2 separate regions of the Mus musculus genome follow, and region 2 is linked to region 1. A link is a contact called in public Hi-C data. All regions are on one chromosome and are shown on one strand. Each heading gives the region's core, a stretch centred on a gene start, on an enhancer-like site or on the middle of the called end of the contact. The rest is flanking DNA. Distances are from core to core; before and after follow the strand shown. Region 1 holds the start of Gabrb2 (gamma-aminobutyric acid (GABA) A receptor, subunit beta 2). Region 2 overlaps Gabrb2 (gamma-aminobutyric acid (GABA) A receptor, subunit beta 2).

Evidence for each region. A called contact is a pair of places that touch in the nucleus more often than the background predicts.
Region 2: a Hi-C map of cerebellum shows a contact between it and region 1, with 2.4 times the contacts expected there. The contact joins the enhancer-like site here to the promoter of Gabrb2 in region 1. A contact is called at or near these places in 1 of 484 Hi-C or Micro-C datasets (cerebellum) and 3 of 9 other capture datasets (adipose tissue, liver and pancreatic islet).

Annotation. Positions count from the first base shown.
Region 1 is chr11:42,417,553-42,425,472 of GRCm38.p6, forward strand. Gabrb2 (gamma-aminobutyric acid (GABA) A receptor, subunit beta 2) reads left to right here and starts at 3,222. Exons shown (of 9, transcript NM_001362647.2): 1 at 3,222-3,874; 2 at 4,000-4,091; 3 at 5,029-5,096. The coding sequence starts at 3,798. It overlaps Gm34591 (a long non-coding RNA gene), which reads right to left and starts at 3,663. Exons shown (of 3, transcript XR_388590.4): 1 at 3,484-3,663.
Region 2 is chr11:42,463,695-42,471,614 of GRCm38.p6, forward strand. The region is part of intron 3 of Gabrb2 (gamma-aminobutyric acid (GABA) A receptor, subunit beta 2); the gene reads left to right. Among named protein-coding and RNA genes, the nearest start is that of Gm34591, 46 kb to the left of the region's middle. Within about 2 kb of position 4,882, at least 3 of the 459 cell types and tissues checked have an H3K27ac peak or open chromatin away from gene starts, as enhancers often do. A contact at or near this core is called in cerebellum, where this site is marked.

The DNA.
Region 1 (7,920 bases), core at 1,972-4,471:
AAGAGAAGAGTGATAGACAGTGGATGGTTGTTGCTACTTCACATCTACATACTAGAGACTCAGAGATGACTATAAAACCAAGCTCTCCATGGGTCCATATAACTTCAGATTAAGGAGATTTTTTTTTTCCTTTTCCAGTTTTGTATTTTCTTAAGTAGCTATACCAGCAGATCTTCCCGAGAGTCTCAGGAGTACGATCTATTTTAGGCATGCCCATCTTACGTCTTATAACTAGAATAAGTGTATTTTTAATATTAGTCCCTGGAGTCAAGGATAAGAGATGTCCCCGGGAGCTACCACATAGAGGCAAATGGTCTCCTTCCCTCTTCTGACATTCTGTTTTCTCATCCTTCAAAAGGCTCTTTTGATTTTCTCCAAATGGCTGCTCTTTTATTCTCCTCAGGCAAATTTATAATAATTGCATCCGATCTGTGTTCTTCCAGTCTTTAAAGATGACTGCCACTCCACATTGTTTGCTTTTGTATCCATTCATTAAAGACTGCTAATATGTGCTAATCACATGACAAATGCTACTCAAGTGATTACATCATTCAGCATTAACCCAATGGAGAAAACGGTATTAACATTTATCTAGACTTAGATAAATAAAGGAGACCACAGTTTAGAAGCATCAGTGTCTTGCAGCTATTTCTAGGTGTCTGAGAAGACCCATTCTTAATAGATTTTCAATATGCACTTATTTAATCATTTAATGCATTACTATTATTATTTTGGATGGATGTGAGAGAATTTTGTGATTTATTTTGTTTCCTGAATTTCATACTTTCAGCCCAAACTAGAAAACCTTCCTGAACGTGATGGATGGATAAGAGGATTAATTAATAGAAAGAAGTCTGTATTTGGAGATGTTTTTTTGGAGATAAAGGAATTTTCTAAGACTTGATCAAATTATTGGCTAACTACTTTGGGAATCTTTTGGTTATTGAAACATATTTTTCTCTTTTCATTACATTGGTCTTGAATGTTACTATTACTGTAAGAGCAAAGAAAAGGAAGTCAGCAAAAGGTGCCTCTGCCCCACACCAGTGTGTGCGTGTGTGTGCGTGTGTGCGCGTGTGCGTGCGTGCGCGTGCGTGAGTGTGTGTGTGTGTGTGTGTGTGTGTGTGTGTGTGTGTGTGTGCGCGTGTGCGTGTGTGTGTGTGTGCGTGTGCGTGTGTGTGTGTGTTTGTGTGCGTGTGTGTGCGCGCGCATTCTCATGTAAGCCTCCAGCCTTGCAGATAGTCCTGCAGTGATGCATCTGCTCTGTGTTTATGGTGCTATGTTTTACCTGTCTTTAACCTAGAAACTTCCCCAGATTATTTCCCTTTGGTTTGTCTTCTGCCCTAGGGAAACTATCAGATTCCTGCTGGCAACCATCCCTTCTCCACAGTTCCCTTGGAGTCACCTCTCTAAACTGCCCCAGAATAATAACTCTTAATTTCCTGAGATGCGCGCAAGGGGATGGAAGTGGGGGTAGGGGTGTCTTGTACTATGTGGGTCAAAAGGGGAAGCTGAACGTGGTCACAGTGGAGACTAAAAAGCCTTCAGTTGGAATCTTGTAGCACCAAGCTAGCTGCGATCCCTGGGGATCTGGTCTCTGCTCTCACCAGAGAGACCTGCTGGACCACCAGTCTGTTGTAATCTGTGAGCTTTCCCATCCCACAGGCGCAGTGGGCGCTTGGAGGTCCCCCGCGTGGCAGCAGAGAGCTAGCAGAGTGTGAGGTTCTGAACTTTAAGAGTTGAGGTAGTCTAGTCTAAGGGTTAGAAACACTGCTTTATAAGCACAACTCACTTTCCACCCTTCTCCACAGAAATGACCTTGGACATGTTCCTCCGATCGATGTGCTAGTTTCTAAACCCGTAAAATGGGGTCACTAAGGAGTCAACTTTGAGCTAATATTGCTTTAAGCGCGGCTTTCTGCACATGGTAGGGACTCTCGGTAAATGACAAGGCTCAGTAGTAGATTTAGGTTGGATACTGGGGTCCAGGACCCAGTGTTGAGTTCTGCCTTTCTACCTCTTCATCAAAGAGTGCCAGGGTAGTTGATGCACCTGCTGTACTCCCTCCCTGTCTTCAGGATAAAACGAGGAACACGACTCTAGGGCATCCCAGTCCCGGTGCTCTCGGCATCCTCTTCCCCCCCCCCCCCCCGCAACTCCTCCCCTCCTCCAGCGAGCCCCAAGCAGAGGAAATGATTTTTCCTATGAAATGAGTCTGGATCTGGTGTCCGTGTTGAGCCTGGAGCTGGAGGGAAGGGGGCAGCCTTGGGTCCCCTTGGGCTAGGAAAGGGATGAGGGAAAATTGTGGTGTGTAGATAGGTGATTTGGTGGCTCAAACGGTCTCGGGGTTCCTTCATTGTGCCTGTCTTCTGTGAACCACTGGGTTTGGACGCAGAGGTGCAGCTTCAACTGTCCAGAGCAGAGCGGCAGTGGTGCAGCTCCGTTGGGCCACAGTAGTGGGCGGCGAGCTCCTGCTGGTGAGGTAAGGAGTGGTGGGTGGCAAGGACTGTGAATGCACGTGTCTCGTGTGTGTCTGTGTGTGTGTGTGTGTGTGTGTGTGTGTGTGTGTGTGTGTGTGTGCGCGCGCGCGCGCGCGCGGTGCGCGTGCGTCCGCGAGGCGTGGGGGGCCAGAGGAGCGCATCCCACCCCGCAACCCGCCCTCGCACTGGATGCCTTTTGGCCCCGCACCTGTGCTGGAACGCCTGTCACCCTCTGTCCCTCACGCCCCCACTTCTTTTGTTCTTCAGTCACACACACACACCTCATCCTGACCACTTATAATTTCCTAGTGCAGAGTCAGACCCAAACCCAGAGAAGCCTTTGCCTGACTGCTCCCCTCGCCCCCTCCCCCTCCTGCTATAAATAGCTGGACTAGCGGGTCAGGAGCGTCACAGCGCCAGAAACCAGGACCCCGAGGTTTTCTTCCCAGGGAACAGGGGGCAAAGGGGGAGCAGGAGGAAGAGAAAGAAATCACTCGTGAGTAGTGAAGAAAAAGCTCGCCCCTTGACTCCCAGGAAAAACGAGCATCTTTGGATTCCTGTATCCTTCCCCTTTCTTCTCAAAGCCATTCCGATTCTTTCATATTCACAGTCCACTCCCCACCCCCACCCCCCCTCGCTCAAAATCCAACGTTTGCTCAGCACTCCTCCCATTGGTTTTTTTTCTCCTCCTCGGACTCTGGTTCCCACTGCTCCCCTCCCCACCCCTAGCGCTCCCACCCCACCCCCACCTCCTCCGCTTGTCCCAGGCAGGGGATTGCTATTCTTAAGGAAATAAAGTTCAACTCCTTGCCCCTTTCAACTGGCTTAGACCGGGAGGAGAAGGGTTTCAGGAACCAATCTTCCTCCCTACACCCTACTCCTATTTTTCTTTTTAATATTTAAGGGGACACACACACACACTCTCTCTCTCTCTCTCTCTCTCCCTCTCTCTAAAATCCCACCACGTCGTGAGGTGCAACTACCTCCTAGAACAGAAACTTACCAGACGCTCTGGTTGCTTTTGTCTTAAAGAAAGAAAGAAAAAAAACCAACGAAGATTTTACTCTGGATGCATTTCTGGGGTAGTAGTTTAATATTATTCAAACATGTACATATTACACATATATATGCTTCTTTTCCTTTTTCCCCTTTAATTTTTTTAAACAAGGAAATCTCGGTCCCCGGCAGCCGCCGCTGCCCCTTTGATGTTTTGGTACGCCGTGCGCATGCGCTCCACATTAGAATTACTGCACTGGGCAGACTAAGTTGGATCTCCTCTCTTCAGTGAATCCCTCAATCCCACCAGAACCTAAAGGGATGTGGAGAGTCCGGAAAAGGGGCTACTTTGGGATTTGGTCATTTCCCTTAATAATCGCCGCTGTCTGTGCTCAGAGGTAAGTGTCCCTTTCCTTTCTCACTTGTCAGGGCTCTGTCTGCATACCTCTCTGTGAGCAGGGCTGTTGAAGATGCCGTGCTGTCTTCTTTATTCATTCCTGGTTATTGTCATTTTTTTCTTTAGTGTCAATGACCCTAGTAATATGTCGCTGGTTAAAGAGACGGTGGACAGACTGTTGAAAGGCTATGACATTCGTCTGAGACCAGATTTTGGAGGTAATGGGATTGCCTTGCAAATAAGAAACAGCCCAGCTCCAGCCCAAGCTGTCTTTTGGGCTTTGTGTGCACTCTCTTTCCTCTCCTTAGTTGTGGGCGCATGTGATGTATAGAATGTTTTCCTATTTTACCTTGCTGAGAAACAGATCCAAACTTAAGCCAGTTTCTGTCCAGCACTTGAGAGGTCTTTCAAGAAGACCCCCTTAGAGTGTGACCAGACTTTGTAACCGCTCTCGTTCTCCTTCACCGTGATACATCTTTGTTCCCAGTCTGAGGTTTCTTGAGATACAAACCTCTTAAGTTTAGTTAACAGTGTGCCCAGCCGGGGATGTCTTATAATGTGAGTATTTTTGAGGACACAGTGTGCAGGCGGTTGGCTGAGAGGTGGCTTCAACTCTCTGTGCCCATCTACTTTAGAAGAGTTCTGGCCATGGTTTAAAGTGGCTCATGTCGGGATTCCACCCAGCCCTATATGCGAATGGCATAGGGGAGAAGGGGTTCTGGGGAATTGAGAATAAAGATAGCAGAGGAAAAAGGGGCATCTCTCCCTGGAGCCCCAGATATGCTAGTGTGGCCATTTAATTTTGCTCAGACTCTTAATGGAATTAAAGAGTTAAAACCTACACACAGAAGTGGGTGGGGAAAAAAAGAGGGGGTTTCAATGCAATCTACACGAATCCCTAGGGCTCTGTGAGTTGTAGGAATTCACATGCTGAGACATCAACATGTGTAGACAGAGCTGGCAACATTGTCTGACCAGCACATGTGTGCATATTCCTAGAAGAGTATCCCCACATTCATACTGCAAAGATATGGGAAAGTAATGAATATATGGATTAGCTCTACAGAGGGGGTTTCTTTAGAGTTCCCAGTGACAACTCTTCGTATGAATGACTAAGTTCTGAGAAGTCACATGGCTGACCATCTTGGTTTGCAGGTCCCCCTGTGGCCGTAGGAATGAACATTGATATTGCCAGCATTGATATGGTTTCTGAGGTCAATATGGTGAGTATTAATGCTCATAGATACGTCTCTATAATGGGGACTGTGTGGGGGCTGTGCAGTTGCTGGGGGGGGTGGAGTATGTTTGAATATGTGTATAATGTGGGGACAGGAGAATAGTATATTGCTCTGGAATTCATGGCATGTGTAATTACAAAACAACTGCTGGTTTTTTGCACTTTTCCCAATTTGGATCCAATACAGAGTGAGTAAAGTATCTCACACATTCACTTGTACAGGCAGCAATATGCTGGAAGGCCCCCTGCAGAAGTGATGGCTCTCACAGCTTCCTGAAAGCCTCAGTTTGTCGAGTTACAGTTCTGTGTTTGGGGCTTAGTCATGGTAAAAGGAGCATTTAAATGTGACTAAATAAATAAATGAATAAATAAAACAACCAAACAAAAACCTACCAGGAAGTCTATCATACAAACTAAACTCTCACAGAGTGACTAAGTAATTAGTTCTGGGGTGTTGATGCCCACTTGTTGCTTTAGGAAATTGATTCCTAGTACTTAATGACATTTGACATCTCTGCCCCTCCCACCACCTTCCATCTCCTTTAACCCCTTCTGCTAATCCACTGAAATCAAATAAAAAACTGGCCAGTCTTTATCCAAAAAGGCAAGATTAATACCAAGTGTACTTTCTTACTGCTCCTGCAACACTAATCATTATGTGTACCAAGCACACACAACTTATTGTCAGCAACACTCAGTCTTTGGACAAAGGATAAGAAGAGAGAGAGGGGTGTGAGAAGAACCTGTGTTCTCCAACAGGGAAGCACTTTTGGGGGGGTATGCTTCATGCAGGAGCGCCCCCTGCTGCCCACGTTGGAGCACTGTGGACATAACATGACAAGGACAAGTGTCCCAGATTCCCCCAGTTAACTCAGGGACATTTCTCCTGTAAATTCTCTCTCTCCCTCTCCCTTTCCCTCTCTTTTCCTCTCCCTCCTTCGCTGTTCCCTTCCCTTCTTCTCTCCCTCCTTCCCTCCCTCCCTCCCTCCATTCCTCCCTGTTTCCCTCCCTCTCTCCTCTCCTCTCCTCTTTTCTTCTTGGCAGTGTATCTAGATCAAGTGAGCCTTAATATTCCAGCAGTCCTTTCAGATCTGATAGCACACAGCCCATTTCATATTGTTCTATGACATCCTCCTGTCTTCCTGTCTTGAGACTGGACAAATAATTAAAGACAGAGATGAAATGTGTAAGCTTTTATACAAACACTTCTAAGCCAGCCATTGGGACATAAAATTTAGGGCATACTAATTAACTCAAGAAATTTGAAGTATTAGGATTTAGCCTGGCTCTCACCTAAATTTAACAGAAGTTCTCATATTCCCAGAATTCAAAGTGGCATCTAGCATATCAGTTACAGATGCTGGGCAATAACAATCTAAAGGCATCATAAGATTCTGAGCATTTTTCAGAGACTCTGGGGGGATCATCAACTAACTTAGCAGTGGTTTAATAACAGAAAGTTTATAATCTAATAACTGGGAATATTTTTATTGTATGATACACAAACACAGAAGAAAGATAACATTGGATGACTTGAATATGTTGAAGTTGTGTCCTAACCTGGGTACCTCTACAATCCCAGGTACTTGGCTCTAAATTGAATTTCTAATGTCAAAGTTAAATAGAAATCAATTAAGGTTTTATATTTTCTACATATGCTTGGTCAGACTTGTATCTCATTTATTATTTTAAATTTTTTGCTCATCTTCTTCCAATAAAGCTTTATTTTACTAACTGCTTTTTAAAGACATCACAAAGTATCTCATAGAAAAATATTTATGAGATAAAGCAATGCTCACAAAATGACTCCAGGTAACTAAAATAGGTTGGAAATGACTTGAGGGTATTATATCCTTACATGGCATAGAGTGTTAAACCTTTTGTTCTCTTCAGAAACTTCAACTGACCTTTTCCCCCTGCATGTACCATTTTGGAGTGGGATCAGAGGTGGACACAATGCCAAGACCTGCTAGTCAAAATATAGATCCAGCTGAGGCAGGGTGTAATCACTTTGAGCTATTTACTGTTGCAGAGAAGTCATGGGATGTCGAAAGTGCAAAAATAAATGTCAGCTTGTAAATGGGACAACAGTGTAGCATTAATGATTTGAAGCAGGTGTGAAAAATTCCAAGCCAGACTCCTTTCTTAGCTTAATGCTGACACCAGTGCATTTGTCCAGCCACACTTTGGGCTTCCAGTCTTACTGACCTAAAATGAATCCTCCAAAACAGTTTTGTAACACATATAACTACTATTTTGTTTCAAAATATGGTTATTCACTTGGAAGCAACAGATGAATCAGGCCCCCATTGGTAACTCACTATGAGGCTTGTATTGTATCTAGTGCAAAGGCCTACCAGGGTTAGGATGTTTTGATTATATTTATTATCTAAAGAATGATTTTTTTAACTATTTAAGTGAAATCTCAAGGTTGATTAATGCCCTTGTTTGTTCATATGGCTTGTGACCTATTGTCTCTGGTAGCTGTAACTTTTATTATTGTGTATCTGCCTTTCAAGAATGGCATTCCACAGACCAGTCACATATTTGAACTGCAGCAATATAAGTGTGTATTGATGGGATTTTTAAAAAAAAGAACAGGTGATATTTGTAGAAAGACCCAGAGCTGGATCAGGAGTGCTCGGTGCCAGCTCCATTTCTTGGTCACACTGTGGTTATTCAAAGTTTAAGGGTCTTTATATCCTTAATTGTCAAAGGAGGGAATAGTTCTTTTTCTAGTGTCCCAGATAACTACCAGGATTAATAAAATGACATTAGTTGCATTTAACTTAACGAGGGGGTAAAAAACA
Region 2 (7,920 bases), core at 3,632-6,131, 48 kb after region 1:
CCCAAGATGTTTTTACCTGCATATAAGTTTATACACCATAGTACAAATCTGGTACTTATGGCTAAAAGGAGGTTTTGGATCCCCTTGTGCATCATCATTGTGGGCACTGTGAACTAAACCCAGATTCTCTGGAAAAGTACTTAGTGCTCTTATCTACTGGACCCTTGTGTCTGGCTCTGTCTCCCAATAGAAAAGTAAAGAATAAATAATAATAATGGTTTATCAGGGAAATTATAGGAGTAACATATTCATAATCTGTAACACTACTAAAGTAGTTCATCCTAGAAGGAAAGGTATGATATTTGCATAATATGAGAAAAGCATATGGATCAAAAGCATAAAACTCACTTTCCTTTTTTTTTTAACTGAAAGAGCTCATTCTTGATTTTTTTCTTGAAAATTTTTATAAGGAATTCTTGAAACAAACAGTGCTCTTGAGGTAATACTTGCTCTGTTCAATGATGTTCAAAATTTATATGAGGTAGTTTATCACAGTGACCTTCTAGCACTTTGGAAGACAGTAGAGTGCTGGTGTCAAACTGATGGCTTTCTGAAATGAATATTTATGATCTCACATATGGAGGAGGAGGCTTGGAAAGATAGGACTGAATGGGAGGGAAAGAATCTCTCTCTATTTTAGGGTTGCATAATGAAAGCCACCAAGTTAATGTATAAATTCATGCATTACACAGCTGACTTCACATGCTGCGAATGGGTGCTCTTCACCTGATATGCTGTCCTTCAAAACAACCTGCTGTATGCTTTGGCAAAGGCATTGTGTTGTAGCCACATAAACCAGGTGGTAGAGTATATCATAGATGGTATCAAACTCTCTTTCAGTTATGTGTGTAGGGAGTTAAAATGCAATCCATCCCTATTTACAAGATGCGTTTGAGTGTGCCTTTTCCAGGGGTATGGAGTTGCTGGGAAATATATTTGTTTCTGTATACTGTTCAATTGTGATAGATAAAAGGAACACACCCAACTCTGAGAACTCTGATCACAGGAATGATGGGTTTTGTCTAGGATGCCTCTTTCCAGCAAAACTCTGGCTTTATATTCATCTTTCTTATCTAATAGTCATACATATTCTTCAAAGTTTAGTGTAGATCTGTCTGTGACTACCTTAAAGTGATCCAAATATCAGTTACTTGTCATGTAAGTGGGAAATAACAAAAACAGACTTTAAGCAGGCTTCTACAAAAGGGGAAAGGCATTGTCTCACTAACCAAAATTACCAGGCATTGCTTTAACCTCAGACATGGCTAATAGCACACCCAGTCGTGCTCAAATGGCATTGTCTGCAGTCAGTGCAATGAGTCTTCGTCTCTTGACTGTATTCACCCTTTCTCTTTATTTTTAAGCAGCTTGTTTTCAAGGGTTGCCCTTCTCTTTAAAAGATAAAAGACTCCAGTCTACAAAGGAAAATATGTATTCCAGTGCCCTAGACCAAAAATTGAGAAGTAGAGTCTTATTGACTTACCTTGAGTGATATAAACATCTCTGAACCTGGAGGATGGATATAGCTGTGTCTCTATTGCCTAAATACTTAGTTGGGTTTGTCATTTTCTCAAGAAATTCTTTGGGTTTCTACATCCAGAAATGTAAGACAGTTGGGCACCATACACACACACACACACACACACACACACACACACACACACACACACAATGGACACTGCACCCTTTTAGATCCAAACTCCTGTGCACATTGAGTATTGGACATATCTATAATTAGAACATCAGAACCAGAAGGATTACCAACTCCAGAAGTTTTGAGCACCTAAACTATTAGTAGAAAATTTCACCCCAGACTAAAAGTAACAACTCACAGTTAAAACAAATGTACACAAAAATATTATATGCAGAGCTGAGGGAACTGATGCACAACTGAATCCTCAGAGCTCAGGAAAGTAAGGCTGAAAGATCATACCTTCTGTGTGAGATGGGTGCAAATATAAATAGATTTTGTGTCTGAAACAGTAAATCCTTCTGTCCCAAAGTATGTTAGTTTAATACTAGTTAATTTGTATTGTCCATTTCATTCTACACATTAAGCTTTTTGTGGTTTTTTGTTGTTGTTGTTTTGGTTCTTGGTTTTACTTATTGTTATTTTTAAGTGTCTGCATGTGCCAGTGTATGGGTTCCTGCATGTGACTGCAGGTGAATGTACAGGCCAGATGCATCGGATTCTTTGAAGCAGGAGTTACAGATGGTTGTGAGCCACCTGACATGTATACTCAGGACCCAGCTCAGGATTTCTGCAGGAGCAATTCATCCTCTTAATTGCAGAGTCCTCTTTGCAGCCCCCCCCCATACTGATCTTCACCATGTAGCAGTGGCGGGCTTGGCTGCAGACAGTTCAGAGCTCAAATTCTGTTTTAATCATTATTGCCTTATGTTATGAACTCTTACTTTCCTTATTTTGTAACCACAAAAAAAATGACAAATTACTTACCTGTGAATTTATTATTATGATTATACAAAATACATTAAACAAAACACTGCATTTTGAATATAGCAGTATTTTGTTGCATGCTGGGTGGAAGTAAAGGTAATTGTTGCTGATTAGCCAAAGTATACTCACAGTGACCTGCTAGTTTAGATGAAGGCTTGTCTCATTTGTGTTTCTTCCATTACTGGTCTCTGTGTAGATTTACTAATGATTAGTTTTACCCCAGGTCCATATTCTGCCCTTGCCTGTGAAGGTTTTCTTTTCTTTTAAAGCAACTTTCTCCATTTGGAGAAACATAGCTGTTATTTCCAGAAACATCTCTTCAGTTGAGGCCAATTTTTCTCTGAAAACAGTTAACATTAGCTATGGTCTAAATCCAGAGCATTTAATTTTTTTGTGAAGTATCTTTTTCCCTCAACAAATTTCACTGCCTGTTATATTGTAGTTACAATGTTTTTGTATTATATTTAGAATTGTTGCATATATCATTTATTTCCAACAATTATTGAACTACACATTCTATGTCAGTCCTTGATGGTACTAGCATATTTTATTGACCACAATAACTGGAACTTTTGATAATTTCCCACTCTAGTCAGAAAACAAACCCAAAGCAAAAAGATAGATAATTCACAAAACAAAACATCTTGATTGAGACCACAAGTGACTTTGTAGCATGTGTAATAGTACATAACTGCAGATTGTGTTTAGTCAGGGGAGTTCTCAGCAGGTATATTTGAACTGAAATATGACCAAACAATTCTATGATTTCTTTCCTTAAAAATAGACATGCAACCAAGCCAAAGCCAGAAAACTGGACTCAGCTTTTTTTTTTTTTTTTTTTTTTTACTGATTTATTCCCAGACAATACTATTAATTTCTTACTGTCTGCCATTTTCCGACAGTGGTAATATAGACTGCATACTTAAAGCATGATCCCAACTTTGTACAATTTATAAGGTATTGGAAGAGAAAGCACATAAGGCACTGTGACCTAATAAACACTGTTCCAGGGAAAATATCCAGTTATCACCACAGTGTGTTGGAAGATGTCTAACTTAGAGTTGAATACAGGCAACAGAGAAAACAACAAAGCTGTAGAACCCATCATTAAATGCAGTTTCCTCTATCACATGCCATATGATGTAGGTCCTAAAGAGTGAACAGGAACTGATTGAAAGGCGACAGTAAGGAAAGAGTGATAGAGACAAGAGAAATTGTGACAAAGTCTAGGTGGTAGGGACCCTAGAAGTCACGGGAATTAATGAAGTGGAATATTCAGAAAACATCGATTGGGATATGGCCTCCAAGTTTAATCTCTGGTGCTGTAATAAAATACTTTGAAAAGGGAACTTAGATGAGTAAAGGTTTAGTTTCGCTCCCATCCCCATGTTATAGTTCAGCACTGCATGGAAGTCCCTGCAGTGGGAGCTTAAGACAGCTAGTCCCATCACAGCAACATTCAAGAACAGGGAAAGAATGAATGAATATGCACTCATTTGCTTGTTTATACTTTCTCTGTTCTTAAGTTGTCTAGGACACCATATCTAGGTAACATTGCTAGGAGCACTAGGGGGGCTATTCCCACATCAATTAATCAATGAATCAATTAATCAGCTAACTAAGACAACCCTCCCATTAAGCCGAGAGGTCAATATAGAAGGTTTTTTTATTCAGAGTGTCTTTCCAGGGAATTATAGGCTGTGTCAAACTGACAGTAAAACACTTGCAGAAACATCATTCTGGCATTTTAAATCTGTAGTGAACTCTCTAGACCAATACTGAAATAAATTTACAATAGAAAATAAAATGCAAAAAAAAACATATTTTGAGGAAATACTGTGGTAAATAAATGTCTGGTGAATATTTCTCAGAAACAAGAAAAGATGTGATGAGTTCTTGTTCAGGTAAGAGAGCAGATGACAGTAGAGTTGGGATGAAGACACTCCAGTTGATAATAGATGCTGACCTGCATAAACTTCTTGTGATATTCGCAGGATTTAAAGCTATGTTGGTGTTATATACAGCCCAATATATCCATAAAACTGGTTAGATAAAAATTATTTTTCGTTGCCTATAAGACAATACAGCATGAAGAAAGGGATTTGGTGACCAACATTGATTCTTGCATGAATCTTTTCCAAACTGATCGCATCTAGGACTCTCACATTTGTCCTTCAAATAGAGGTCGTTTCTCCATGGAGGAGTGATCCCTTACAGCTGTATGTAGAAACATCCACAGGATATAAAGTCTCATTATGCTACTGTTTTCATTCATTTTATCTTTGCGCCTTAAATTTATGCAAACTGTCTCAAATTACACATCAACTACTTTTCAAAGGGAGAATGAATGTTGTGTACACCAGAGGGTGAAAATCACAAGGAAACAGCTTTCTTCCAGTCTTATCCACCCAACAGTGCAGTGTCGGCTTTGCCAGGTAGAGATTTCATTACTGGAAGTATCCAAGCAGAATTTGGGTTACCATCTGTCATGGATTTGAGAGAAAGAATTCTTCCTTTAAAGAGTCAGGTTGAGAAAAAAATACTTTCGTAATAATTCCATCATTCTAACATTAATCTGTATTTTCTTATAGGCAAACACATAGTCTATTTCTGGGTTGTTTTATGCTGTGTGTTACAGTAGCAATGATTTCTGTCTTTCTATTAAAACATATTTATGGTTATGTTACTATTAAAATTTCACAAATTTTTTCTGAGTCTGAGCTTTTTCCTAGCCAGAGTTCTGAATTCAGAGTCCTGAATTACAGCATTTGAGGTTTATTCATTGTAAAGGCATTTTTATTTACTTTAATTTTTAATCTTATAATGTAGATCAGGCATGACCACACCTAAAACTCTTATGGAATACTTTTTGCCAATTGATTTGCTCTGATTTCACCTACTTAGTATTCTATGGATATATATATATATATATATATATATATATAATTGAATTCTTTCTGATACTCATTCAGGATTATTGTTTCAATAGTGATCTCATACTAGATCCTCTAGTCATCCTTGGCACTACAACTAACTAACTAACTAACTAACTAAATAAATAAATAAATAAATAAATAAATAAATATAGTGAAACTTTTATTGGTAAAGTTCACAGGCGAAGACTAGCAGGAATGAATAGAATCTTGCTACCTACCTCAGAAGCACTTCTGTAAAATGACAAACTAGGAAGGATCATGCTTGTTGAAATTTACATTCTTTACCAAAATATTCTTTGAAAATGTTAATTCCTCCAGTATAGAAACCACTTAACTTTGTTTAGTTTGACCCTAAAATAATAAAGCATTTTGCATCTTTATGGCAACAAAGATGAATGTAGTATTTCAATAACACACTTTGCACATGATACAATTTTATTGAGAAACATGTTATTCGAACTATTGTTTGGAACACAGTGTCCAGATTAACAATATATGTAGAAATTCTATAAAATTCAATTCTATTTGAGTCTAGTGACTTTTACCTACTGCCTGGCTTTCAAAATCCATTGTAAAGAGAGATTAAATATGGAAAAATATACTAAAATCAAAGTAAAAGTCTTCTAGATTTTTTTATTTGACTATTATCAGTATTAACTTCAGCTGTCAACTTGATACTAACCAGTAGTTACCTGGGAGGACTGAAGAATTACCTCCATCAGATTGACCTGAAACTATGTCTATGAGGTATTTTTTTTTTTATTGCAATTAATTTGGGAGGGCCTAGTGAGTCTTGGTGGTGCCACCCCTAGGCAAATGCGACTTGGCTACACTAAAAAGTTTGTTAAACACAAGCCAGGGAGCTAGCTAGCAAGCAGCATCCTTCAAGGTTTCTGGTCAAGATTATTGTTCATCTGCAGGGTCCTGCCTTGAAATCTCGTAAGGCTTTCTTTTATGCTAGACTGTAAGCCATAAGATGAAATGAGCCCTTTTCTCCTTTCTTAGTTACTTTAATTGCCGACAAAACACCATGACAAAGGAAATATATAAAACAAAGGATTTTATTGGGCTTACAATTTTAGAGGCTTAGAGGCCATGATGGCACAACAAAACCATGGTGGCAAGAGCAGTATTAAGCTCAAATCTTGACCCACAAGCAAGAGACAGAGAAAGATCATATTTAGCATGGTGCAAAATCTTTGGAAACCTCAAAGCTCACACACAATGACACTCATTCTCAAACAAGACCAACAGTTCCATCAAGTGCAAACCAAATGTTCAAACACATAAGCCTAGGGGACCAGTCTCATGCAAACCACAAACCACCTCAAGTTGCTTTTTGAAAGAGAGTTTATCAAAGCAAAACAAACAAACGAAAACCAACAAACAAAAATTACATTAGGATAGACATCATCATTGGACATTTTATGTATATGTGGTGGATTATTCATAAATATTCCTCATATATAGGTACCTAAAAGATCTTTTAAAAATGAAATTATGTCATCCTGCCCATTGCTCTGGAGTTTTGTTCTCTAAGGCCAGGATTTAAAGATTTTACACAAGTTAGGAGAGAAGGCATCCCCATATCTTTCACATTGCACCAAGATGCAATCATATAGAGAAAGGAGATTCTGAACAAACATATTGAAGAGTTAAAGACATTCCTTTCCATCATGAGATAATCTTAAGAAAGAAAAATAGTAATTTTAATACAGTTATTTATTGCATTATGCCTGTGTTGGTGTGCATGCATGTGTGTCTGTATGTGTGTGAGTGCATGTTTGTGTAGGGAAGCAGGTGTGCATGCTTGCCATGGTAAACATGCATGGTCAGAGGACAACATAGTGTAGATTTTCTCCTTCAACCATGTGGGTCTCAGAATCACACTGTTACTGTAGACATAGCACTAAGCACCTTTACTTGCTGAGTCATTTGTTGGGTGAATATCACAATTGGCCCTACTATGTGAAACAAACAAAGCAACATAGCCAAGACAGTGTCATGCACTTAATGTCATTTTGGAAGGCCTCAATTGCTAAGGCATGCTGTCATATTTTCTAAATCACTGAATCCAAAGCACACACATGCGCATCATCTTGAGATATGTGTTCACATTGCTAATTGAGGACCTGCATCCCTGAAAGGTACAATGCTGAATGTGTACGCTATCCTGTTGACAGGGTTATTGCACAGGAAGAGCTTGACAATGAAGGAATCTGAGATTTGGAAATGTAACACTTTGTGAGGGTTCACCATGACTTCAAGTATCCAAAAGTTCAGGGCAGAATTATAGGCTTGAAGCTCAGAGATCTCCCTGCTATAATAATCAGCTTTCCTATGAAGATTCAAGGATTTCATACCACTGCCTACCTGAGCATTTATTTGCTCGTGAGACAGGGAAGATAGATATATTCTTTGGCTCAGTACTGTTACCACTATGAATTTCAGGGGCTTACTAAGGACAGAGCATTCATGAATAGCTCTGTCCTCAGAATCCATCAGATCAGGTTGTGCCTAAACTTC